6 separate regions of the Mus musculus genome follow, and regions 1, 2, 4, 5 and 6 are each linked to region 3. Evidence: chromatin contacts called from public HiChIP or PLAC-seq and promoter capture Hi-C data. All regions are on one chromosome and are shown on one strand. The core of a region is the stretch at or near the end of the contact, and the rest is flanking DNA. Distances in the headings are between cores, read along the strand shown. Region 1 holds the start of Omd (osteomodulin). Region 2 overlaps Phf2 (PHD finger protein 2). Region 3 holds the start of Card19 (caspase recruitment domain family, member 19). Region 4 holds the start of Iars (isoleucine-tRNA synthetase). Region 5 has its middle 75 kb from the start of Gm36784. Region 6 holds the start of Phf2 (PHD finger protein 2).

Region 1 (4,005 bases), core at 429-2,928, 370 kb after region 3:
CTATACTCTGACCACTCAATAAACTTTTATTTTTTACTTATCTCCTCTATGACAATAAGATTCTCACTACTGAGTCCTCAATTTTAAACTATTTTACACAAATAGGTACTTAATTTTTTTTAAAGAGCTGAACAATGAACAAATAAATGAGAAAAATTACCTATTATATTAATTAGGCTGAACCAGGAGGCTTTCCCTAGCCAGCACTAGTATGTTGTTAAGCTTTGAGATGCCGTGTCTGTTTCAATAAAATCATAACTCTACCATATAATTTAAACTTTTTAAAACCAATTCATCTGACTTCTCTCCATTTGGTACAATGAAGTTGCCTAAGAAATCAGTAATCAGAAACTCGCCTATCCTCTTTCATTTTCAGTCACTGCCAAATGCAACATCATATACACTGCTAGCCTCCTTTAAATTTTCTAGAAACACTTTTGTTTGGGGAACAGGGGTTCTTTGTGTAGGTCTGGTCATCCTGATGACCAGGCTGTTCTGGAACTCAAAGATCTGCTTGCCTCTACTATCCAAGTGCTGGGATTAAAGGTGTGCATCACCACTTCTGGTTCTAGACTTTCAAAAAATGTGCTCTAGTATTAGTGATATATTTTCCTACCTAATCTAGAAACAAGAACAACAGAATCACTATTTTAAGACCACAACATACAATTAATAAAGAATTATATTTAAAAATTAAGTGGCTGATTTTAACTTAATCTTTTAAAAGAACTATAAGGGGACTAAAACAATGCTTGAGAAAAACATACAGATTTGTTCTTCTCCCGAGTGTGAAAGCCTGAGGTTTAAGAACAAAGACAGTAATAGGAAACATATGGAAAAGATCGGTAACTAAATGGAATCTTGGCCCAAGTGCGGTCTGCCACATTTCACATACCAATGTCTCGAGTAATAGACTAGATGTTTACAATGTTGCCAAAGCACCGTTGAAATACTATATACTTTTCTTAAATCTGAAACATTAAAATAAATCCTCTAGGTTACTTATAAAGTCTAATAGAAAACACTGTTTTGAAGAACCAAAACTTCTCAAGCTTGAAAGAATGTCTTTCCAAAAAACTCAACAGCTGATGCCAAGAGACACAGCTAACTCTGTTTAACTATGAAAACATTAGCACAAAAATGTAGCCTTGCAGTAAGCAGGCTTGCTAGCTGCAACTCTTAAGGAGGGCTCCTTCAGCAAATGAAGAAAGTTTCTAAATCCATACAATAAAAGGTAGAAGAAGTGACTGAGCAGCAGAGGCTTTTATTCGATCCCACTTAAAGACAAAGTGGACTATAAAATTATTTTGTGTACTGAGCCGAAAGGCAAGGCACTAGCATACATAGCTGAGGGAATTCATTTCTCTTTAAAAGTTATTAGTAGTCTTTATAAGTGGGAAAGCTGTGCCTTTAATCTGTGAAACCAATGCACTCTACTGCATTCTCAAAGTAAACTAGATGTGAAATGCTGTATGTTTCCACTTCTGATTCTTAGTCAAGAGTCAAAGGAAAGCACTGATGTGAATGCAAGCCTCTGTCAACCCAGGAACCGGATACAATTTTGAATTCCACCTTAAATTGCTGAGACACTGGGCTCCAGGTCACAGTGGACTTTAATCTGAAGAATTCTTTGGCATAAAAATGAAAATAAAAACAGTAATCAGTACATGTTGTTTCATTTAGTCTTGTTTGCCTTTCATATTAAGAGAAAATTCTTGCCACACCTCAAACCAAAATTAAGGAGAAAAGAAAGAAGTTAGCCACATAAATCTGACCAAGAGCACAAACATCTTACTTTGAATCCACAAAATTCTGTATAATGAAAAGAAGTACAAAATTTTAATTCAACCCAAGTGTTTTCCAAGCAGATTGTATTTACTTAAATTGCTCCAGTAATTCAAAGGACAGCCCTGTCTGCACACTGAGTTACTGTGGATTTTTAAGAAACTTCGCTAAAGAATTTAGGCATTTCTGATTCAGTTAAAGGATTGCCAATTCATCAGTCCCTGAAACTAGAGCAATCTCAACAGGTATGATGATAAAGTAATTTTCAACTCTTAAAGTATGTATTCTTACTGTTACAAAAGTGTCTTAGGGTTGCTAAATATTAAATTAGACTGCACTTATCATAAAAGCGCAATCGGGGAAGCAAAATCTGACTAAAAATTAAATTAAAATTTCGATTAAGCAAAATGTTTAAGCAAAAAGACCAGCAAGGTGAGTTTAAATTTCTGATTTAAAATGACTCAATAAGCAATATTTGTTTAGATTATTTTTAAAATAAAACTGGACAAAGGGAAAGAATCTTCGGTTAAAGGAATCAATTTCTCTTTAGTTTCTTGGGTTTGTTTTTCTGCTCTTAATTTTAAATGACAAAAAATTTGCTAAACAATTTTGCTAAAAAAAAATGCTTTGTTGTAATTTTTTCTACTGGGCAAATTTCTGATTTAGAATGTTTGTTTTCATTTGTATCATTCCCAAGACAGGAACATTTTGTCTGGTTATTAAAGGATTCTTAAGTTTAAGTTAATTACGATTTAAATGTATTGTGTATGTATGTATGTATGTATGTATGTATGTATGTATGTACGTATGTATGTATGCATGTATGTATTATTTTAACTGAGACACACTTTTTTTAAAGAGCAAAAGACTAAATTTAAAGTTGTCTTAGACAAGAATTAACAGGTACAGATGATCTTTATATCCTGGCTTCTATGGCCTATCAGTAAAACGGTTAAGAGCTTTAAAACAGTGACATGCTACAATGCTTTTACCTTTAAGTTTCCAGAACTAAGTAAATTATAACACTTTTATTAATTTGGATTAGGACCTACATTCATTTAAAAACATGAGTGTTTTTCTTCAAGTAAGAGAAATGTTATGATAAAGAAACTCTTATTGTGTTATTTGCAAAATTCATATTAATGGATAATTTCTTAAATTTTACATTGTTGCTTTGCTTTATTTTTTCTTCATCTCTCATATTTCTAATAGACAATATAAGTAAGAAATATCACATATTGTTATATAGAAATAAGTACAAAAGATAACAGCTAAGTTCTCTAACTTTTAACCATCTAAAGAAACCAGCATGGTGAATGCCTAGAGAAATAAACATTAACAGAGAAAGGCACTGCTAACAAGCCATAACCTGTGACTTAAGTCACTCATTCCATAGATCTTTGACTGCTTAGAGCAAGTGCACTGCACTGAGGCTTTGTTAAAACCTAGAGACTGGGAAATGAGATGACTCACAGTGAGTTACTCTGATGGTCTCTGAGTTATATTACAAAGAACAGGGCAGAAATTGTAGAATATGGAAGCAAAAGTAACCAAATATGCTCAGCAATGACTAAGAAGAGACTCACTGGGTAAAATGAATTAAAATCACTAAAGAGAAAGAAGGTACCACAGTGGAAGAGAGGAAGACTAGTAAAGGGCAGGATTTCAGTGGAAAAATGGCTCTCCAGGGAAATCTTCCTGAAGTGTTTACGAAGACCAAAAGGAGACAACATGAATCCTTCTATCGTCAAAGGCCTTTGTTTTTGATGCTAAGTTAAGCTGCCATGAAGTATTATCGGGATTTCCTTTTCTTCCAATGTCTCAAACTCCTGAGATTCTAATTCTAAAATGTAAGGTTGCTTTTGAGGACTGCTAATGGTCTCCATACAAGGATAAAATCTTCACACAACGAAAAGACAGAGTGGATGCTCATGAGCAAGTGCGGCAGAACTCTAGAGTCCTTTGTGGCCTGGCGTGGTGCCACAGACCAGCTCTACTTCTTGGCTCTCAGTGCGTATTTTGGGAAAGCAGCCCCTAAGAATCTACTGCTAGTGGCTGTATTGGGACTGAAATTAAGTAGCAAAAATGCTTTTAAAAGTTACTATAGCAAGTACAATAAAATCCTAAAAAAATTTCAAGTAAAATGCCACCAACAAAAGAGTAAAATGTGTAAGATTTTCCAAACCCATTTCTCCTAACGTGCCAAAGTCTGGTTCAATC
Region 2 (3,605 bases), core at 838-3,337, 380 kb before region 3:
TACAAGACGGTGGCAGGTGCCTACTGTCGCAGCTCTGGAGAGGTCAAGGCAGGTACTTCCAGGGGGCTCGCTGGCTGCACAGCCTAGCCTAGTCAGTGAGCTTCAGATCCCAAGCACAGGCCCTGTCTCAAAAAACAATTACAGCTCCTAGGAAATGATGCACAAGGCTGACCTCTGCAAACCTCAGGCAAGAAAAGGGAGGGCCTTTTCTTGACTTCCTGTATCCCCGCAAACGTCACCAGTAACACCAGAGAGAATCAACCAAGCCAAAAGTTTGCCAGCTCTTACCTAGGCTCACCAAGATAAAGAGAGAGGACCTGAAGATTACTGAAACCACACATGGAAGTAAAGACACTGCCACTGGCCCCAAGGAAAGGACAAAAACTTCGAGGGAACACTGTGAATATTTACAGACCAACAAATTAGGTAGTGTAGGTAAAATGGACAAATTTCCTAGGAACACATAAGCTACGAAAAATAGTTCCAAAACAGCTGAGTAAGCTGTGATTCAGCAGGAGAGTGACTGTTGGCCACATCTAAAGCCCAGGGACTGATTCCCGCCACCCAGCAACACATATGTACACACGTGACAAAATAGAAAATGAACAGATCTGTAAGACATTGTGTCTGTCATTCTTCCCTCAAAAAACTGCAGAGACCCGCAAGATGGCTCAGTGGGTAAAGGCGCTCACCACCAGGCTTGATAGCGTGAGATCAATTCCCTGAACCCAGACGGTAGAAGAGAAGAGACACCTGGTAGTTGTCCTCTGCCCTCCACATGATGCATGCCTGGGCATCAGCGTGCACACACTCGCATATACATACACACAGACACACACTGAATAAAATAAAAAAAAAGAAAAGTCTAGGAACAGCACTAGTGAATTCTATCAAAACCAACACCAACCCTCCTCCGAAACAAACAGATAGGAAAGTAGCAATCTTGACCCATACGCCACCGGCTTTTGGTGCTAGGAATGAATTTAGGGCCTTAACCGAGCTAGACAAGGATTCTACTTCTTATCCCCAGACCTCCTGGTTCCTTTTATGAGATCAATAATATCTTGATTTCAAAGCCAGACAAAAGCATACAAGAAAACAAAAGAACCACAACTCTTATTAATAGTATATAAAAATCCTCAGCAAACTATATCACAAAGTCCAGCAGCATACCAAGAGGGCTGTATTCCACGATCAAGTGGGATTTGTCACAGGAGTGAGCAGATAGCTCAGCACATGAAATAAACCAGTGCTTCCGTCCCTGCAGAGTTCCATCTCACTACAAGGAAGGGGTGTGCTCTGTGCCCCCTGGAGGTTACAGGGGAGCAGGGATCATGTGACTGTCACCCACTTCTGAGGGCAAAAGACAAGGAGCAGAGCAAGGAGATCCTCTCTCCATCACATTTCTGCCCCAGCCGCCATCCTTCCTCAGACGTTCTTACCTTAGATAAACGCAAGGAAGAGCCACGTGATCACCTCAACCCATACAGAAAAAGCACTGGGTAAAATTCCAACACCTAGTCATAATTTTGTTTATTTTTATTTGTGGGGGAGGGAGACAGAGTTTCTCTGTAGCTTTGACTGTCCTAGAACTCACTCCATAGACCAGGCTGGCCTGGAGATCTACTTGTGTCTGCCTCCAGAGTGGTGTAATTAAAGGTGTGTGTCAAAACTCCTGACTCTTCAGAAAAAAAAAAAAAAAAAAAAAGTCTTTAACTCTACTGAGTAAAAATAGAAGATACTTTCCTCAACAAGATAGAAGCCTAACAGGAAAAACTCACAGCTAATATTACACAGGATGATGAAAAGCCAAAATCTTTCCCCAGAAGACCTGAAACAGCCAGGATGGCCACTGCTGTCTTCTACTCAACAGTGTTAGGGTGACTAGTCAGAGCAATTAGACAGCAAGACTGAATTACAAGTCTTCAAGTAGAAAGAGGTGATGTGATCTTTATTTGCAGATGACAAGCTTAAATGTACAGAAAGTCACATGGAAACCACATATATAAAACATGCTAGCCCTAATAAACAAGAGGGGAAGTTGTGGGATGCAAGATTACCACAGCAGCACGGCTGTGTAAATCAAGAAAGGGATGACACACACATCAGGAAGGATTAGCTGTCTGAGGGAAATGTACCTCAAATTCAGGCAAGATTTGTCCACTGCTGAAGCAAGGGTAAAAACTGACTTTACACTCATGTAGAATCGTGAAGAACCCCCAAATAACCAAATCTTCAAAAACAAAAATGAAGTTAAGAGGACATACACTTCAGAACTTCAAAATATACAACAAAGCCATAGTAATCCAAACAGGGTGCCACTGGTACCTAGCTAGCTAGAAACAGACCAGCGGAATAGAATTAGACCCAGAAATAAAAGATCATTCAATCGGGAAAGACTATCCTGTGTGTGTGTGTGTGGGGGGGTGTGTTTGTGTGATATACTGTATGCACATGAGTTTGCAAATGCACGCATGTGTATACATGTATGTTGATGCCAGGGCAGGACATTGTGTGTCTTCTTCTGTGCTCTCTGCTTTACTGTCTCAAGTAGGATCTTTCTTAGGACCTGAACCTTACCATGTATACACTAGCTAGCCAGCAGGTTCTCTAGCCTGCCTCTCTCTATTCCTAATGCCCACCGGACACCCTATGGAAAAACTAACTGAAAACAAACTGATAAGCCCACTCTAAGATCTAAAACGATAAAGGTATTAGAAGAAAGCATGAATGAACTCCTCAAGCCTTTGGATTTGGCAGTGGGTGACCAGATATAACACCAACAAAAGAGGCGGCAGCAGCATCTACAAATGATAAGCTGGGCTTTATCAAAATTAGAAACCTTTGTGCATCTAAGACTGGGTCAAGCAACAACAGGTCGTCCTGGATAGGGGCGGGGCTCATAAAGCCCCACCCCTTCCTGAGGAACTCACTGATGGTTACTGCTTAGGGAGGCAGTGTCAGTCTCTTCAGTACCTTTGATAAGTTGCCCATTCCCCAGTAACCCCCTCACTCATGCTTGTCCAGAAATCCCAATTAAACTTAGTGTTCAAAAAATAAGGAGAAAGAGGAGGGGGCTTGAAACCACAGAGCTTGTTGGGAATGAGAAGAGATCATGCAACAGTGTATGTGTGTGTTTGTGTGTGTGAGAGAGAGAAAGAGAGAAAGAGGGAGGAAAAATTTCAATTTAATTAAAAAACAGGTTTGTACAACAGAGAACGCCGTTAAGAAAGAAAAGTCTGCTTATAGAATAAGAGAATGTTTTTAGATTACGTATTAGGTAAGGGTCTAGCATCCAAATACATAAAGAACTCTTATAGCTCAATAATAAAACCATCTAGATTTTAAATGAGCGAATGACTCAAACAGACATTTCCCCAGGGAAGATGAATAAGTGGCCATCAAGCACGGAAACGATGCTGAACATTCAGGCCATCAGAGGAGTGCAAGTCAGACCCCTCACTCACTCAGCGGGGTGGCTACAGCTTTTATGAAGATGTGGAGAGATGGTGACCCTTCCCTGGTTTCTTCAGTTGAGAGATGTAAAATGGTGCAGACACAGGAAAAAAAAAGTGATTTCCTCAGAAAATCAACATAAAATGAAA
Region 3 (3,930 bases), core at 279-2,778:
CACACTCACACTCAGAGGCAACAAAGACTAATGTGTATGGCAGACCCTCAGCTGGTGCACCAGGGCACTGAGCCAAGAATGAACAAGGGATCTGTCGCCCCAGGGCTGCCCATCCAACCCTCTCAGACTTCTGCTTTTCAGTCTCCATCTCCCACTAGAAAAAGGTGGGATGCTTAGAAGTGTCAAAGCGCCAGCAAGTAGACTGCAGAGAGGAAAGCGTATTATTGCCACAATCAAGGCCTGCCTGTGTCCTTCCAGCTAAAAGTTCTCCACCCCCACAACTACCTGTTCTCCTGGAGGTGGGATGTCTCATTTTCCATGGGTATCCTGTCTCTACAATGGGCCCTTGGAGGCCAGCACAGGCGAGATCTGTCCCACACATCCTGATGAACTTACTAGAGGATCTGGGAAACCAGAGGCTGAGGCCAAGGCTCCCATTCTGCTCCTACCACTGACCAGCAGGGTGGTCTGGGGGCACTTACCCAACCTGAGATTTTATCTTCCCATTCCTACACAGACATGAGAATATTCCTTCTGCCCCCAAATGGCTATTCTGAACAAGAGTGTATATTAGGGGCTCTACACATAATGCTCAGAAATTGCAGCTCCAAACAAGAAGGGCCTGGAAGATGGGGTCTCCTCTAACCTGTTCTAGAAGTCACCAGGTTGCAACCTATGAGGTCTTATTTTTGTGCATGCCCAACGCTGACTCCAGTTTAGAGACCCCTGGGATTTCTGGGGTTACCTCATCTCTCTGGGCTATCCCAGGTGAACTCTGCCATATGAAGTACAAGAGACTCCCAGAAAAAAAGTGCATCTGGTAGCTATCACGTTCCCTAGGCTCTAAGGCAGCAGGGGTCCCTCGCTGACTCATCCTCTCATCGGATCTTTTACCGAGAGAACTTAGCACAGCAATGTCACTGTGTCCCTCTGGGATCAGGAATAAAGTGGGTGAGTCCCCAGAGCAAAAGGGTTGGGCTGGGGCAACCAAGCCATCCTGGAGAAGAGGGATCCAGTTGTTGGGTCCGAATTCTCTAGACCCATCTAGAGCGGGAAACACGGGCGTCTCCCTGGTACTACAAGCTACCCAGGTTTGCAGCGCCGGTCCCGCCTCCAAGGGGGTTGTGTGCAAGCGGCGCTCTAAAGTCTCAGCAGACTGGCGAGGAGCACCATTTCCCTCTCTCAGATCCATCCCGTCCCGGGACACCGCCCGTTCCGCAGGCGCAGCCGGTGCAGTGCACCGGGAGAGCGCTCACCTGCTGCTCTTCCTCCTCGACCCGCGACGGCCCCCCACTCAGCACCCGAGACCCCTGGCGCCCCCGGCCCGTCGCGCAGAGCCCGGGACACCCCGCCGCCGCGCGCCTCTTACGCCCGCGTCGCCGGCGCCAGCTGACGCCAAGGTCACACGGCTCCCGTCGCCCTCCTGGACCCGCGCCCACCTGTCATGGCGGAGGACACGGCGCCGCCCCGTCGTCCTCGGCTGTCCGCCGCCCGGCGCGAGGGCTCCGGTGACCGCCGCCCGCAGGCCTGGCCCTAAGCCCCGCCTCTTCCCTATAGGTCCCGCCCAGCGACGACATCTTAGCCCCCAAGCCCCTCCCTCCGATTAGCCACGCCCCTTTCTGTACTTCGCACTGGAGACGCGTCAGCCGTGGGGCGGCTCGGGCTCTAAACAACTTCCCTAACTCTATACTACGCGCAGCAGAGAGCTCGGCCCCTGAGGAGCTTCTCCTGTAGCGACGCCGGGAGTCCCGCTCCAGCTAGCATAAGTGACCTAGCGGAGAAACTCAGTACCCAAGTCCTTGTCTGGACCAGAGAACTCAAGCCACGTCCCGGCTCAAGGCTCGCCCCATTCACAGCCTCTCCAATAGCTACCCGGGTCGGCGTCCCTTCGCCTATGCCCTGCCCCTCCTCCCGGTCTTGTGCCTGCTTTTTGCGGAGGTTAGGAGGTTATTGTGAACTTCTCAGTTCAATTTTCTGCTGCTACGCTCTGGCCACCCCACTCCCATCTCCTGGATGAAGAAACCGAGTCTTAAAAGAGACGAGAATTACCCAAGGTCACATAGGAGGTCAAGTCTGGCATAAAAGGCTGGTGGGAGTTCATTGGCAACCAGGGACCGAACGGAAGTCCACAGGGCCTCGACCGGACAGTGATGAATTGAGACTTAACAGAGAACTTAGTGGGTCCTCGTTCTACCAAGTCCCCCATTTACACAGAGGACAAATGGCTGGCATTGCCGCCTAGTTAAGGAAGTCATGTAGTCTGACCGAGCCTCAATTTTCCTAACTGTAAAATGTGTGGCCTCAGGTGATAAATCTTTCTGCCTCCCAACTTGTTTCCCTTCTGTTGTACATAGGCCTGGCTCTTCAAGCTCTGGTACCAACCACAGGAAGGCCCCAAGCCCAGGCCCAGCTAGGAAATGGAGATCTGCGAGGGTCGGGGAGGCAGGACCCTCACAGCCAGCAATGGCAGCAGGCACCAGATTTTGCTTCTCCGCTGGTGCGGCTAGTCTGGCACACTTTAGAGCTGTAACTTGAGATATTGGAACCAGACCAGGACCAAGACCAGGAATGGAGGCCCCAGGTCTGGATGCACTTCCCGGACAGTCCAGGAACCCCCTGGGTCCCTGAGCCCTCCGTGTCTGTCTCTGTCCTCCCCAGTGCTGCAACCTCTCATCTTGGGAGTGAGAGGCTCGAAAGGAATCTGGAGATTGACTTACAAGGTCACTTAGAGCTCCAAACTCTTGGACCCAGTGGTATTGATCAATACATTCCTGCCCCTTGCTAAAAACTGCAGAAAGCGAGGTTTGCTCAGGTTCCCCACCGGCCAGGCAAATGCAGAGTCAGCAGGCAGCTGTCCTCAGCACTAATCTGTGCCTGCAGAGGGGACAGACAGCATGGACAGACTTTGTTCCAGAGCAGGGTATAGGTACTATGTACCTGACCTACATGTGTGCCTGGGCCAGTCTGGGCTAGATCCAAGGGCTACATCTTGCAGGAACCCTGCACAGACCCCATTGGGACCATTCTGAAGGGCTCCAATTATTGCACACCCATCACTGTGTTCTAGCAGTGGGGTGAGACTGAGGACTTCCTGAATCATGCATTTTTAGGCATCCCTTGCCAGACTCCTCATCAGGAAGGCCAGCATTCCACCTTTGTATCTTCCTCTGAACCTGAGGACCTTACTTGGTCCCATGAGAGAAACTGAGGCCCTCACCCCCTTTAGCAGTCTGAGGTAGCCTCCCAACTGCAGGCTACCTGCTTCTTGGCACTCCAGAGTCTGTGCAACATTTGATCCAAGGACAACACTCAAGTTCACAGAGATTCTACATCCTAGACCATATAGGAGTCCCCTTCCCCCTACCTCAAGCCTGCAGGGAGAGAAGACCTTAGTCTGAGACAGGACAGCTACAGGGACACACGGGGCTACAAAACACACCCAATGTCCACTCCAGGATCTACAAGAGATGCAAGGTAGACCCCAGATCTAGGGATAGGCCCTGGGTATTCCTCCTCTTCCCTAAGGGGCACAGGTTGCTGCTTGCCTGCTGGCAGGACCTGTTGACATTTGAATGTGGAAAGGCCAGCTGATGTTGGACCCCACCTCCTGCAAAGCAGCTGGGAGCCTTCACTGGCATAGACAATTGAGCTGGTCAGAAGTCACAGCCTGTTGGACCAGTACTTATGACCATTGTAGTAAAGGGAAAGAATAAAAGCTAGGCTCAGAAGATAACCTGGCTCTATTTTGAATATAGTAAAAGCAGTATGGGGTTTATAGCCAAGGAATAGGTGTGTGGAGGCCTGGCAGATACAAAACTGAGAGACTTAGTTGGTGGAGTGCTTACTTGCTCGCCTAACGTATATGAAGCTCTGGGTTAGATAGAACTCCAACACCAAATAAACTAGTCATGGCAGCACAAACCTGTGATC
Region 4 (3,687 bases), core at 933-3,432, 470 kb after region 3:
CCAAAAATAAACTCAGCCACTGGTTCCATTTTCTATAGGTTAAAACAGTGGGAAGAACCAAAGAGCTTGCGTCCATACTTAAATGAGCCAAGGACTCCATTTCAAAGCATTGACAACTGGCCTTCCCCATTCCCAGGTCTCTGTCATGAGATGTAACGTGAGCTGCTGCTTCCAATCGTCATCTCTACAGTTTGCCTATCTTAACTCTGACTACTTGCATTTGCTGTCTTGTTTGGGGCTTTCTGCAGACTTGGCAAGCACTCTATCACTGAACTATATTCTCAGCCAATTTTACCTGACTTGCTCCTAAAAAAAAAAAAAAAAAAAAAAATTACTCTTGAATCCAAGTAGTATTTTGGCCACAGCCAACATCTTCCAGGATTCCTGGAACTGGCTCTGTAGACCAGGCTGGCCTCAAACTCGGAAGTCTGCCTGCCTCTGCCTCCTGAGTATTGGAAATTAAAGGTGTGCACCACCCAACCTTGACAGGTTTTTAGATTTGAGTTGGTTGGTTGGTTGGTTTTGTTTTTGTTGTTTTTTGGTTTTTTTTTTTTTTGTTTGTTTGTTTGTTTTTGAGACAGATTTCTCTGTGTAGCCCTGGCTGTCCTGGAACTCAATTTGTAGACCAGGCTGGCCTCGAACTCAGAAATCCACCTACCTCTGCCTCCCGGGTGCTGGGATTAAAGGCGTGCACTACCACGACCAGCGAAAGTTTTTTAATTACCTATTTTCTAGACGAACTGTTCCTTTACTTCCCAACAGTAGTTTATAGTGTTTCTCAATCCAATTTTTAAACAGCCTGGTCCAGTCTACACTACCTATGGGTACATAAGTTTCTTTCACTTTGTGCAGGGACCTTTGTTCTATTTCTGCACGCTGATCAGAGGATAAACATGAGGTGAACCAATTGGCAATTTAAAGAATGCAAAGCTTAAAAACTCCAAATATTTCTGGTTAATAAGGATACTCATAATTAAGAAAGCAAGAAGCACAGGCAAACACTGCATCTAATTTTCGACACCATAGGGCCTAGAACTGTTGAATAAAACACTCAACAGTTATCAAAATGTTCTAAAACTCGCCGAGATTTCTACTTCATTTAGGCCAAATCCGTTTTTTTGTTTTTGTTTTTCTGTCATTAATAAAATAGGCACTTATTTACCTAATTAACGCTGTCAATTTATCAAGGCCAAAACTTACTTTCACAGACTGGTGTCAACGTTCTCATTTGTTCTAGGCCGGATCCGAAGGGTACTAAGTAGATATGTAATGATACATAAGCAAAATTTTGAAATGAAAAGAACCATTGCAATGACATTCAATAAAGGGTTCAGATTATTGTCAGACCCTCTTCCCTTCTCTTGCCATTTACCACATGGTTAGTAGTCTCCAGGTTAATATGTACTGTTCCCAAAATAATTGTGGGAGTCACTTGTCAGAAGTTTCATATGTAGCATAAATTTTAGATGCCATCACAGCTGGGAATCTAACTCAGTTGGCAGTGTGTGGCTATGGTGCACAAATGGCCGGCTTATCCACCGCACCATATAAAAACAGGCGTGATGGAACATTTCTGTAACTCCCATTGTGGAGGCAGAAAGTTCTGCAGTTCAAGGTCATTCCTTAGCTGCTTAGGAGTTCCGGAGCCAGCAGGAGATACAAGAGACCCTGAGTCTAAACTAATTTTATATGGCGTCAAATGTCCAGATCTCAAATATACTCACATATATTTAATAATATTCACATATATTGACATATATTTAAGAATACTGGGGTTGGAGAGATGGCTCGGAGGTTAGGAGTACTGGCTGCTCTTCCAGAGGTCTCCAGTTCAACCCCAAGCTTTCACCATTCTGGCTTACAACGAATACATGCAGGCAGGAGACTGTGTACAAATAAACAAACCCTTTTAAAAAAGAGAGAGAGAGAGAGTACTGACATATGGACCCAGGACGAAAGGGTGTCTCTCGTTCATAGGCCAAGACTTAGAAGGCAAAAACTTTGCCACATTGAGTAGCCACTGACTTGCCGGGTTAGGGCTCTGGAGCGTCTTCTCCTTCCTTTGCAGGGACGCTCCCATCCTGCTCTGCAGTTATGCACGGACCAATCGCCACACGTGTTGTTTGTAGGTGTTGGATGGCACACGCTGATTGGGCGCCGCGGAGGGGTTGAGCCTGGCACTGTCAGTATTGCATCACCTCCAGACGCGGAACGTGGTCGCAGGCTGCAACCTGAGCGAGCTCTCCGGGTTCCCAGGTAAGCCGCACCCTCTTGTCCTTCTGGGCCGCAGAGTGAGGCCCGCCCGTGTAACAACCTCCAGACAGCACGAGGCGGTGAAAAAGGAGCACGCTGCTTCTCACTGTGAGTGAGCTGCGGGCACAAAGCTATTTCCAGAGAGCTTTCGTGGAGGGAGAGTAACATTGCAGAACTCAGAGCTGCCCGCAGATTCTGGCCTGACTCGTTGGGTGGAGGACTGAGATCCTTAGAAGTACCCCCTTCACTTAGTGGGACCTTGGTGGCTTATGAGCAGGGAGTTGTGAGAATGCAGCGTGACATAGTATCCGAGAGAAGATCGGAATCTGATTGAGGTCACTGCCAAGTTAGGTGTTTTAAAAGAACTAACCTAGGAGTCTTTCTGGAGTCTGGGCTTCTCCCAACTGTGCTGGGATTCGCGTGTACTTATCTCTCGGTACCAAGGTAGGTAGGTTATGCGCTGCACGCTTGTCCTGGGCTCACAGAATCTGCTAATGCAGTTTAAGCTCACTGTTGGCGGCCCTACAGAACAAACTATTGGGGTTTGGAGGTGTGAAGAGATAACTTATCCGGGTCTCCTATAGGCTTGGACTGAAGGTGGGCAGAGATTATACTCCAAGGTTTATATAAATCTATCCTGTCTGGACAGAAGATGAGGGGGTCGTTGTTGTCATTTTGGCTTGGGACGTGTGCGTGATGAATATGTGAGAGAATAACTTCGTTTTCAACCTCATGAATTTGTTCTCTTTTTTACTGTGTTAGAGAAATAAGCCGAAATCATTGAGAAACTCACAGAATGCAAACTAGTGTATCTGAGACTTGCTCTTTTGTTTCTCAGTGTATAGGTAGAAAGTATAGAGTTGGTCTTCTCTAACTACTAGTTCTGCATCTGGGCTTTCAACCAGCCAGTGCTCATGCTATGTGGTTAGGTCTGTAGTAGTGACATGTACTGTACGTGTACAAACGTAATGTCTTGGTCATTATTTCCTAAGCAATATAGTATAGCAATTGTGTATCTAGGATTTAAATGTATTAGGTAGGATAAGTAAAGATTAGTTAAAATACACCGGCAGATGCATGTAAATTATAGGCTAATACTATGTTTATAAGAGAATTAAGCATCCTTGTATTTGGGTGTTCCAACAGATCCTGAATCCAGTACCCCGTGGATGTGGAGGGGCGTTTCTGTTTGACTGGCTTGTGTTTTGTTGTTGTTGTTGTTGATGATGATGATGTCTTAGTCACTTGTTCCTCTGAAGAGACACCCAGAGTGACAATGAAATGCCATTTTTGTGGAACACAGTACACACATGGTACATGAAACATACATGCAGATAATACCTGTGCACATTAGAGAGATGAATAGTGGATCCCTTTAGCAGAGTTAAAAGAGACGTCAGGTGTAAAAAGTAAGATGATGATGTATGCCTCTCC
Region 5 (3,965 bases), core at 983-3,482, 430 kb before region 3:
CTTAGTGGCACCCTAGGACCTTTGTACCCCAGGACCTTTTCATGTTCTCTAGTCACTTCTGTCTGCTGAAAGGTCCATCTGCAAGTCTGAGCCTGCTCCCCACCTGGTGTCAGATAACTAGCGAGTCCTTTCTGAAGCTCCCTTCTCCATGCAGCTCCCATGCTGCCTCCCTGGAACTGGTGTGTCCCAGTTGCTTTCTCTCAAGTCTCCCATGAGCTCCAGGAAACAGAAGCCTTATGCAGCCTGGCCACCAGGATGGGTACACAGTGAGCAGTCGTGGAAGAATGAAGTCATGTGAATGTAATGTGCAGTTGTTGTCAAAGGATAAGGTCTTCTGGACCTCCAGGAGTCACGGGGGCCAAATACTACCCGCGCTATATGCCTGCTTCCTCAAAAGAACCTCAGGATAGCAGCGTCCAATTCATACACAAGCAGGGTTCAAGGCACAGGCCAGGATGAAGCCCAGGCCAGACCCTGGGAAAGGTCACAGTATTCTTGTTATTTGTGTTGGTGAGAAGGACATTTGGCTGCAACTTTTGACATGTCTTCCATCAAGAAGTAGGGAAGTGGGGTCCACATGCCTCCGCTGGAATATGTCCGGGTTTGTGAAGTCTGATCAACAAGAATTTGGGGTAGTGATTCCAGGACAGCCTTTCTGGCTGCAACACTACTAACCTTGTCTAGGCTCTCTGGAAGTTCTCCCACAGAGCCTGGAACTTCCTCATAAGAACCTCGACCTAAAGAAGGTCACCCATGCTACCACAGAGCCCAAGTCATACGGAGTCATCCCACCCCAGCCAGATGTGTGAGCAAAGAAGCCTCTAGATGATCCAGCTGTTTTCATTGTCCAAGGAAGTTCCTAACTACAGTATGCAGAGCCCCTTTCTGGGTTGATTCATTGACTTGCCACAAAGACATGGGGAGAAATAGATTCTGAGGTGACCATGGTCCCCAAGGGACTTGAAGAAACGGAGTGCAGAATGGGAGGAGCCCCACACGCCCATTGGCAAGATCTGGGGCTTAGCTCACTAAGGTTGCTAAACAAAATGCCAGAGGCTGGACCAGTTATTAAGATCAGAGATTGGTTTCTCATGGTTCTGGAGGCTGGGAGGTAAGGATGAAGGCACCAGCAACACCTGAGCCTGCAAGGGTTGGTCTCTGCTCCCAAGGCTTCATCCTCCAGAGGTGGAAACACTGGAGTCTCAAATGTCAGGAGACAGACAAGTCAGTGAGCTGAGTCCGTAAGAAGAGCATCAATCCCATCAGAAAGGAGGGAGTTCTCAAATAATCATCTCTTCTTTATCTCTCTCAGTCACTCTTTGTGTGTGGGGTGTGCATGATCATGTGTATACTCATGTGTGTGGAGGCATGATCATGTGTGGGTTCATGTGTGTGGAGGCATGATCATGTGTGGGTTCTTCTGTGTGTGTGTGTGTGTGTGTGTGTGTGTGTGTGTGTGTGTGTGTAGGTATGTGGAGTCCAGAGGTTGTCATTGGATACCTTACTCAATTGCCCCCCACCTTACATATTAAGGCAGGGTCTCTCACTTGAACCCAGAGCTTGAGAATTTGGCGAACTTAGCCTAGTCGCTTCTGAGCTCTCCCGTCTCTTCCTCCTGAGTGCTGGGCTTGCAGGTGGGCTGCTACATCCACCCAGCACTTAAGCGGCTGCCTGGGACCCAAACTACAGTCCTCTCTCACACTGCTGCTGGGGCCAGTGCTGCTCAGCCCCAGATCTATGCTGCGCTCCAGCTTGGCCTTTGAGGGATGCTCCAGTTGAGCCTGACAAGAGGCAGGAAGGTTAGAAAGCAAGAAGGCCCCCTCCAGATTCGATGTGAGCCACAACCCTGAAAGCCAGACCACTGTAAGGCTTCCACGTCCACCAAAAGTCAGAGCTGGTGATGTCCTGTGAGCTCAGGGCGCCAGAACACACAGGCTTGGGGGAAGTGGGCAGGGCAGAGCGGTCCAGAGGCCACAGCCTCTCTGCTAAAGCCAGGGCAGGAATCCAGAGATGTAGTGACTATGAAGCGCACCAAGGCCGGCCGGCTAAGAAGCTACCAGCTCCCTGTTGCCAGGAGGAAGCCCTTCTGGGAGCCCAGCCTCTGTCTGGGCATGTGTTAGACCTTGAAGCCCAGGGGCGGAGCCGCGGGCTGCAGGCCTAGGCAGTAGTCGGGAGGGGTGGCATGCAGAGGCTGCGGGGTGGAGCCGGGTTCTGTTGCAATTACCCGTAAGCCTGGTGTTTACACGGGGTTTACAGGGAATTCAAAGCATATCTTCCTGTTGCTCTGGCAGCCGAGGCGTATCAAGTGCGTTCAAAAGGGCCGAACCACGTTCGCCAAAATAAGAACCAAATGGCTGAGTAATTTCCACCAGAGAAGAACTTATTCTCGCAATTGCACGGTCTATTTAGCGTGCTTTCATAAAACCTTTTAACGAATCAGCTCAGAACCCTCCCCAACTGCAGGGCCCACCCCACCTCTCGGGCTTGGATTTCCAAACACAGGTAGGCCTCTGAGATTGGATGCAGACCTCCTGCCCAGCACCAGCGAATGAAAGCCCCAGGAGATAGAGGTTCCTGCCTCAGAGGAAACCCCAATGGAGTCGGGAACAGAACATGGCTTTCTAGGAAAATCTAACAACCAAACAACAGGTCAACCCTGTGACACCAAGGGCTCAGCCTGGAGAACCTGGAAAGGCTTCTTGGAGGATGCAATCTTGCCACACAAAATCAGGGAGGGAAAGGGCCCAGCTGACCAAGGTGGAAGGGAGGACTTGACGATCAAGCCTCTGGAAGATGCTGGTGTGGGGGACAGGGAGTAGATAGTTGTATACAGTCTGCCCATGGGAGAGAAGAGGCACAAGGCTTTCGTGCCAGCTTTTGGCTGGCACAGACCATGGTCTTTCCCTGTTGGACATGACTTTCAAAATGGGCTTGAGCTCAGAAAGGAGGCAGGGACATGGGCAGAAGTGTTAAAAAAAAAATCAACTTCCTTGTGCTAAGTGAACCATAGTTCAAGGGTAGAATGCTTTTCTATGCACAGGCTAAGTCCTGGGCTCCATCCCTAGTGTTGCCAAAACACAATTGAGGTGTGAACTAGGTGCTGTGGAATTGACTCTGAAGACTTGGTTTTGGCCACCACCTCTGTGATGGTGGGGAGCTCTTTCAAGAACTTCCTGAAGCCTGTACTACAGGGCTCACCTCTCCCTCCCATGTTGCTCAGGGCCAGTGTTACCTGGCCCCAGCCTCAAACCCACACAGCTGTCCTTTCTGGCTTCTTTGAAGGAAGCCATTATCTGCTCAGCCTTTCCTAACACAGCAGACCCATCGCATACAGACAGATGGGTTTTCTCGCCCACATCTACCCTACTTAGGTGTTTGGGTTTCTCCACCTAAGTCATAAACTCTGGGCTATAGTTTCTCACTTCTCTGGGAAAGACGTCCCGCCCCTCCCCCGAGCTTGGATGGCCCTTCCATGTGTTTAATTTAACCAGCACAATGTCTCACGCAGTGGGCCTGCTTCCTCCCCCACCTGAACTGCCCAAGAGTAATTTCTGGGTTGATCACTCTAATGCGAGCCTAATGGATGGAAGCTTAGCAGAGCGGTCATTTGCATATCCCTGAGGGATGGCGGTAAAGAACTTTTCCATATGCTAATTTTTATTTGCATATTTTATTAAAGCCTCTTTCCTGCAGTGTTGCTGTGTTGTTCATCTTACTGTTAATCTGTATGAGTTTGTTGTCAATTTTGATTTTATACATCCTAGTAAGATTTTTTTTTGCTGCAATGTAGTTTTTTCTACATTTTTTATTTGAATACTGATTGTAAATAATTTTCAGAAAGTGTGTACAGAGGAAATCTTATGAATACCTTTGACCCCCACTGGGGAGGGAATCATAGAACAAGAACAGGGTATTAAAATGAGGACATCTTAGTCAACGTTAAACATGAGCATCCGTCCATGTTT
Region 6 (4,021 bases), core at 4-2,503, 350 kb before region 3:
TTCTCTCCCTCCAGCCTGCTACTCGCTGTTAAAAACTCACACCCAGGGGACAGACAGACCTGTCCAGCTTCAGGCCAGCCCTCTTGAGGCCCAAGCACATCCCACAGGCAAAGTCAAACACAAGAGAACCTGTTGGAGCAGTTTAAGCAGGATGATCACCTCTTTCTCCTCCTCTTACTTCTAAGTAGGAAGGGACTTAGGCTCTTAAAAAGTAGACACAAGGCCAGGTCATGGCCACCGGCAAGGGCCCAGAGGGCGGGTTTAGTATCTCCAAGCTTACCTCTTTCCCTCCTCCCCATCTTCCTTAAAGAGCATAAGGTCATGTCAAAACTGGGGTTCCTCTGCCTGAAGCAGAGAGGAGGGAAATGGGGAGCCGAGCAGGCCAGGAAATGAGCGGCCAAGCCACAACACCCCCACCCCAACACACAGACACTCACGTCGGTCTGTCACTGCACTCCCGCCTAGGCCCGCAGGCCGGCCCGAGCCAGTAGGCACGCGGGGTCCCCGGTGGGGTCCTGCCCGCCAGGACACAGTCCCGAGGGGGTTCCCGGGATCCAGCACAGACGGGGGGCACTGGCCGCTACCTCGCTACCGTTCCCCCGGTCCACCCGAGCCCTGCCAGCTCCGGAGCCCGCCAGTCGCGCCTCTCGGGGGACCCGCGCCGGGCCGCGCGCCCGCCTCTCCCGGCCCGGCCGCCCCGAGCCCGCGCGGGGAAAGTTCCTGCAACTTCGCAGGGGGCTGGCGGCGGGGGCCCCGGGCCTGGGCCTCGTCCGGCTCCTGGCCTCCGCGGCCACTGCGGCCCCGCTGTCAGACGACCGGGTCCCAGCCCCATCGCGGCCGGAGCCCCAACTTCCCCGCGCCCCTCGCCCGCCCCGGCCACGGGCCTCGCTTTGTGCGCGGCGGCCGTACGCCCCCGCCCTGGGCACAAAAGGGCGCGCGGCCCGGCGGCCGAACGCGGCTGCGGTGCCCGGCGGGGCCCGGGGCGCGCGACCAGGGCGCGGGGCTCGGTGGGCCGGGCGGGCCGCGGCGCGCTCACCTGCCGTGGAACCAGTCCTTGCAGGCATCGCACTCGATCATAAAGCGGGTAACGTCGTAGGGCAGCCGGCAGACGCAGTACACGGGCACCGTCGCCATGTTGCCGCGCCGCCGCTCGCCCCGCCGCTGCGCTGCCCGGGTCGGGCCGGGCCGGGCCGGGGGCCGCGCGGCGAGGGCGGCGGGGGCGGCGGGCGCGGGCGCCGCGGCCGGAGCGGACGGGGCCGGGGGCGCTCGGCAGGGCCCGCGCGCGCGCTCGCGGCCGGGCGCGTCCACACAATGCCGGCGCGGGCTGCTGGGGCCGCGCCGGGAGCCGCCCGCCGGGCCGCGGGGCGCAGGGCTGAGAGTGCGCGGGGGGCCCGGCCGCGCGCGGGACACAAAGCGAATGGACGCGCGGGGGCGGCGGGCGGGGAGCCGCGGCCCCACCGAAGGGACCCCCGGCCGCCGAGCGGCCGCTACGTCAGCGCCCCGGGTGGCGCCGCCTCCGCCCGCCGGCCTGGGCCCCGCTCCCGCCGCCGGGAAGGCGGGCCGCGGTAGAAGGTGGGCCGCGGGCCTGGGGGAGCCAGCAGCCGGGCTCGGGGGCACCCCGCGGGAGAGGGTGGCCCCGGGACTCCCAGGGAGACGAGCCGCGGAGCCCCCTGCCCCCGACTACGTGAACACAGTTCGCACAGCCCTGCCTTAGCCAGAAGCAACTCCTTGGCCTTAACTTTCTTCTGACCCCGAAGTGGGATGGACAGGGGGATCTTCCTCCTCTTCCTGGGCCCGGCAGCCTCCCTCCCATCCCGAACTGCGACTGAGTTGCTGGCTTTTGAATAACCTCCCCTTCCCCTTCTTTCTAGCTGGGGGCTGCCTTGCTTCCTCGTACGATCCGGTGAACTTTCCCGATGCTCCGGCAAAAGTCAGGGGACCCGAGAGTGAACTGTTTGTTGTAGGACACAGCTTACCTGGGATTGGTGCCGCCCAGGACCCCTTATTACAACCCATAGACCCACAGACCTTAGGAGCGGAGGACAGTCCAGTGAGTCGCAACTGAGCCACAGGACTGCTGGGGAAGACAAGGGGTTATGTTGTCGCTCTCGCCCCTGCAGTCTTGCTCTGAACTGGCTCCCTGGTCTCACCTGTCCTGCTTAGAGCTTTTTTGTTGGTTGGTTGGTTGGTTGTTTGGTTGGTTGGTGAGATATGAATGAGGGTCCTTCTCTGTCCCCTACCCAGGTCGACCCTGATGAGCAGGGCCATATATTTAGGAAGAAAGCTGTCTGCTAGATCTGCTTCCCCTTTGCCTGTCCCCACACAATACGTGGAGATGCTAGTCTCTGCAGATACATTCCAGAGTTTCAGACCTCTGCTTACCTTGACAAGGCAGAGTCCCAGTTATCCCTGCCCAGAGTGCGGCTGCCAATCAGCTCCATTGCTGGCAACTCAGAGGATAGCCTGTTATGGAATCTGCCCTCAACCAACCCCCACCCTTCCCAAATAGGTAAACCCAGGGCCACAAATCAGGATCCGAACCAGGGCAAGCACTGTGTAACCTAAGGGCACACATGTGGCAGGGGAGATAGGAAATTGGGGCGGGGGGCGCAGACAGGTTACCCCGTCAACCTGTACACAATGAATTCATTTCAAGCTACCTGCCTGAACTCCAGCTGTCCCCTTGGGTCTCCTCTGTACTGGATGGTCCTTCCCCTTACAAGGCAAGAAACAGCTGTTAATCCCCTGTCCCTGTCACCAGGCATGTGTCCTGGTGGGGTAGGCACTGCCCTGTTACCTAAGGCACTCTCCCCAAGAGGTGGTGCAGTTGTCATTCAGCAGAAGTGAAAACTGAAGCTCAGAGCAGTTAAATGCAGAAGGGAAGTAGCCTACCAAAGGTGGGGGCAGAGGGAGCAAGGGAAGAGGACACCCCTGCCCAAGTCCCGAACCTGTTCCTCTCACCTCACCTTTCCCCCAGAAAGCCTGTTCTCCTTCTGGTGGGGTACTGACCACTGGGTGCCTCCATTTACTCTCCTTATCTTCTGACATTCTCTCTGGCAGCCAGCTGTGCCCACTACAGCTGCCCCTGTGCTTGGGGATCAGGTACCCTGATTCTCAGAGCCCTCCCGAAGCTGCTGAGCTATACAGCAGTACAGACCCTACCCCAGGCCTCTGGCCCTAACTTCTGTTTGTTTTCTCCATCCCTTCTCCCACCTCCTAGCCTTAGATGTTTATTGAGCACCTACTCTATGCTGACAGCTGTACACCAGCACTCGGCTTTCCTGTTCATCCTGGAGTAGAAAGAACCAGGGATGGACTTAGATCTGAGTCAGCGATGGGAGAAAGAATGAGAAGGCTGAATGAACAGATGAGTCATCCTCTGAGAACATGACCCAGGAGAGGGGACAAGGTGCTCCTGCTAGCAACAAGAGGTAGAGATGCTCCGGAGCGGGGGTGGGGGTGGGGGGCAGTGTGGTCTGGTGGCCCCCTCTACTGGAGCTTCCTGCCCACCCCCCCCTCGCTCCTCAGGGCTCAGCTCCAGCTCAGCAGCCACACCTGTTCCCACACCACCACTCACATGCCCATTGGCTAGCCTGTGGCCCTATAAGGGGCAATGGCTCACAGGTATGTGGTCTCCACATCAGCTTCGTATCCAGGCACTCCAGTGACACCATGACTTTGGTACTGCACAGCAGCCCCCAGCTTCTTGGCACAGACAAGTCTGCCTCCACGGAGGTATACAGAGGCAACTCTGTTGTCTTGCTTGTAAATATCAGAGTTACCCAGAATCATTCCTAAAGTGCCGGCTTCCTTGTTTGTTTAGTTTGTCTTTCCATGTATTTATTTAGGGTATGTGTGTGTGTGACCGTGCTCATGTCACAGAACAGCAGTAGTCAGTTCCCTCTGCCTTGTGGGTCCCAGGGACTGAACTCAGGTTGTCAGGCTTAGTGGCGAGCACTTTACTGGCTGAGCCCTCTCATCTGGCCCCTCCTTAGCAGAGCCATTTGACCCCTTTCTTGAG

Evidence for each region. Promoter capture Hi-C pulls out the DNA fragments that hold promoters and counts their contacts. HiChIP or PLAC-seq counts read pairs in DNA pulled down with a chosen protein or histone mark.
Region 1: a promoter capture Hi-C map of liver shows a contact between it and region 3, with 2.8 times the contacts expected there. The contact joins the promoter of Omd here to the promoter of Card19 in region 3. A contact is called at or near these places in 5 of 39 promoter capture datasets (the SN4741 cell line, cranial neural crest, hippocampal neurons and 1 more).
Region 2: a contact with region 3 is called in an H3K4me3 HiChIP or PLAC-seq map of bone marrow-derived macrophages, with 3 times the contacts expected there. The contact joins the enhancer-like site here to the promoter of Card19 in region 3. A contact is called at or near these places in 4 of 39 promoter capture datasets (cranial neural crest, embryonic stem cells, hippocampal neurons and 1 more) and 3 of 115 datasets of contacts at active chromatin or transcription factors (bone marrow-derived macrophages, craniofacial prominence and pancreatic cancer cells).
Region 4: a FOXA1 HiChIP or PLAC-seq map of pancreatic cancer cells shows a contact between it and region 3. The contact joins the promoter of Iars here to the promoter of Card19 in region 3. A contact is called at or near these places in 1 of 39 promoter capture datasets (the C10 cell line) and 1 of 115 datasets of contacts at active chromatin or transcription factors (pancreatic cancer cells).
Region 5: a contact with region 3 is called in a promoter capture Hi-C map of cranial neural crest. The contact joins the enhancer-like site here to the promoter of Card19 in region 3. A contact is called at or near these places in 3 of 39 promoter capture datasets (cranial neural crest, embryonic stem cells and pre-B cells), 2 of 115 datasets of contacts at active chromatin or transcription factors (embryonic stem cells and pancreatic cancer cells) and 1 of 9 other capture datasets (liver).
Region 6: a contact with region 3 is called in a promoter capture Hi-C map of liver, with 3 times the contacts expected there. The contact joins the promoter of Phf2 here to the promoter of Card19 in region 3. A contact is called at or near these places in 13 of 39 promoter capture datasets (the 3T3-L1 cell line, the HPC-7 cell line, cranial neural crest and 6 more), 3 of 484 Hi-C or Micro-C datasets (CD4 T cells, embryonic stem cells and regulatory T cells), 14 of 115 datasets of contacts at active chromatin or transcription factors (bone marrow-derived macrophages, craniofacial prominence, double positive thymocytes and 9 more) and 3 of 9 other capture datasets (adipose tissue, liver and pancreatic islet).

What each region holds. Positions count from the first base shown.
Region 1 is chr13:49,580,784-49,584,788 of GRCm38.p6, forward strand. Omd (osteomodulin) reads left to right here and starts at 1,679. Exons shown (of 3, transcript NM_001360708.1): 1 at 1,679-2,030. The region is part of intron 5 of Cenpp (centromere protein P); the gene reads right to left.
Region 2 is chr13:48,836,429-48,840,033 of GRCm38.p6, forward strand. All of the region lies in intron 1 of Phf2 (PHD finger protein 2), which reads right to left. Among named protein-coding and RNA genes, the nearest start is that of Phf2, 33 kb to the right of the region's middle. Within about 2 kb of position 2,088, at least 11 of the 459 cell types and tissues checked have an H3K27ac peak or open chromatin away from gene starts, as enhancers often do. A contact at or near this core is called in bone marrow-derived macrophages, where this site is marked.
Region 3 is chr13:49,214,498-49,218,427 of GRCm38.p6, forward strand. It overlaps Card19 (caspase recruitment domain family, member 19), which reads right to left and starts at 1,529. Exons shown (of 6, transcript NM_026738.2): 1 at 1,440-1,529. The coding sequence starts at 1,446.
Region 4 is chr13:49,679,948-49,683,634 of GRCm38.p6, forward strand. It overlaps Iars (isoleucine-tRNA synthetase), which reads left to right and starts at 2,183. Exons shown (of 34, transcript NM_172015.3): 1 at 2,183-2,256.
Region 5 is chr13:48,780,804-48,784,768 of GRCm38.p6, forward strand. No RefSeq gene overlaps it. Among named protein-coding and RNA genes, the nearest start is that of Gm36784, 75 kb to the left of the region's middle. RefSeq lists an enhancer at 1-499. Within about 2 kb of position 2,233, at least 92 of the 459 cell types and tissues checked have an H3K27ac peak or open chromatin away from gene starts, as enhancers often do.
Region 6 is chr13:48,869,632-48,873,652 of GRCm38.p6, forward strand. Phf2 (PHD finger protein 2) reads right to left here and starts at 1,254. Exons shown (of 22, transcript NM_011078.3): 1 at 1,037-1,254. The coding sequence starts at 1,134. Phf2os1 (a long non-coding RNA gene) reads left to right here and starts at 1,320. Exons shown (of 2, transcript XR_003950516.1): 1 at 1,320-1,572; 2 at 3,221-4,021.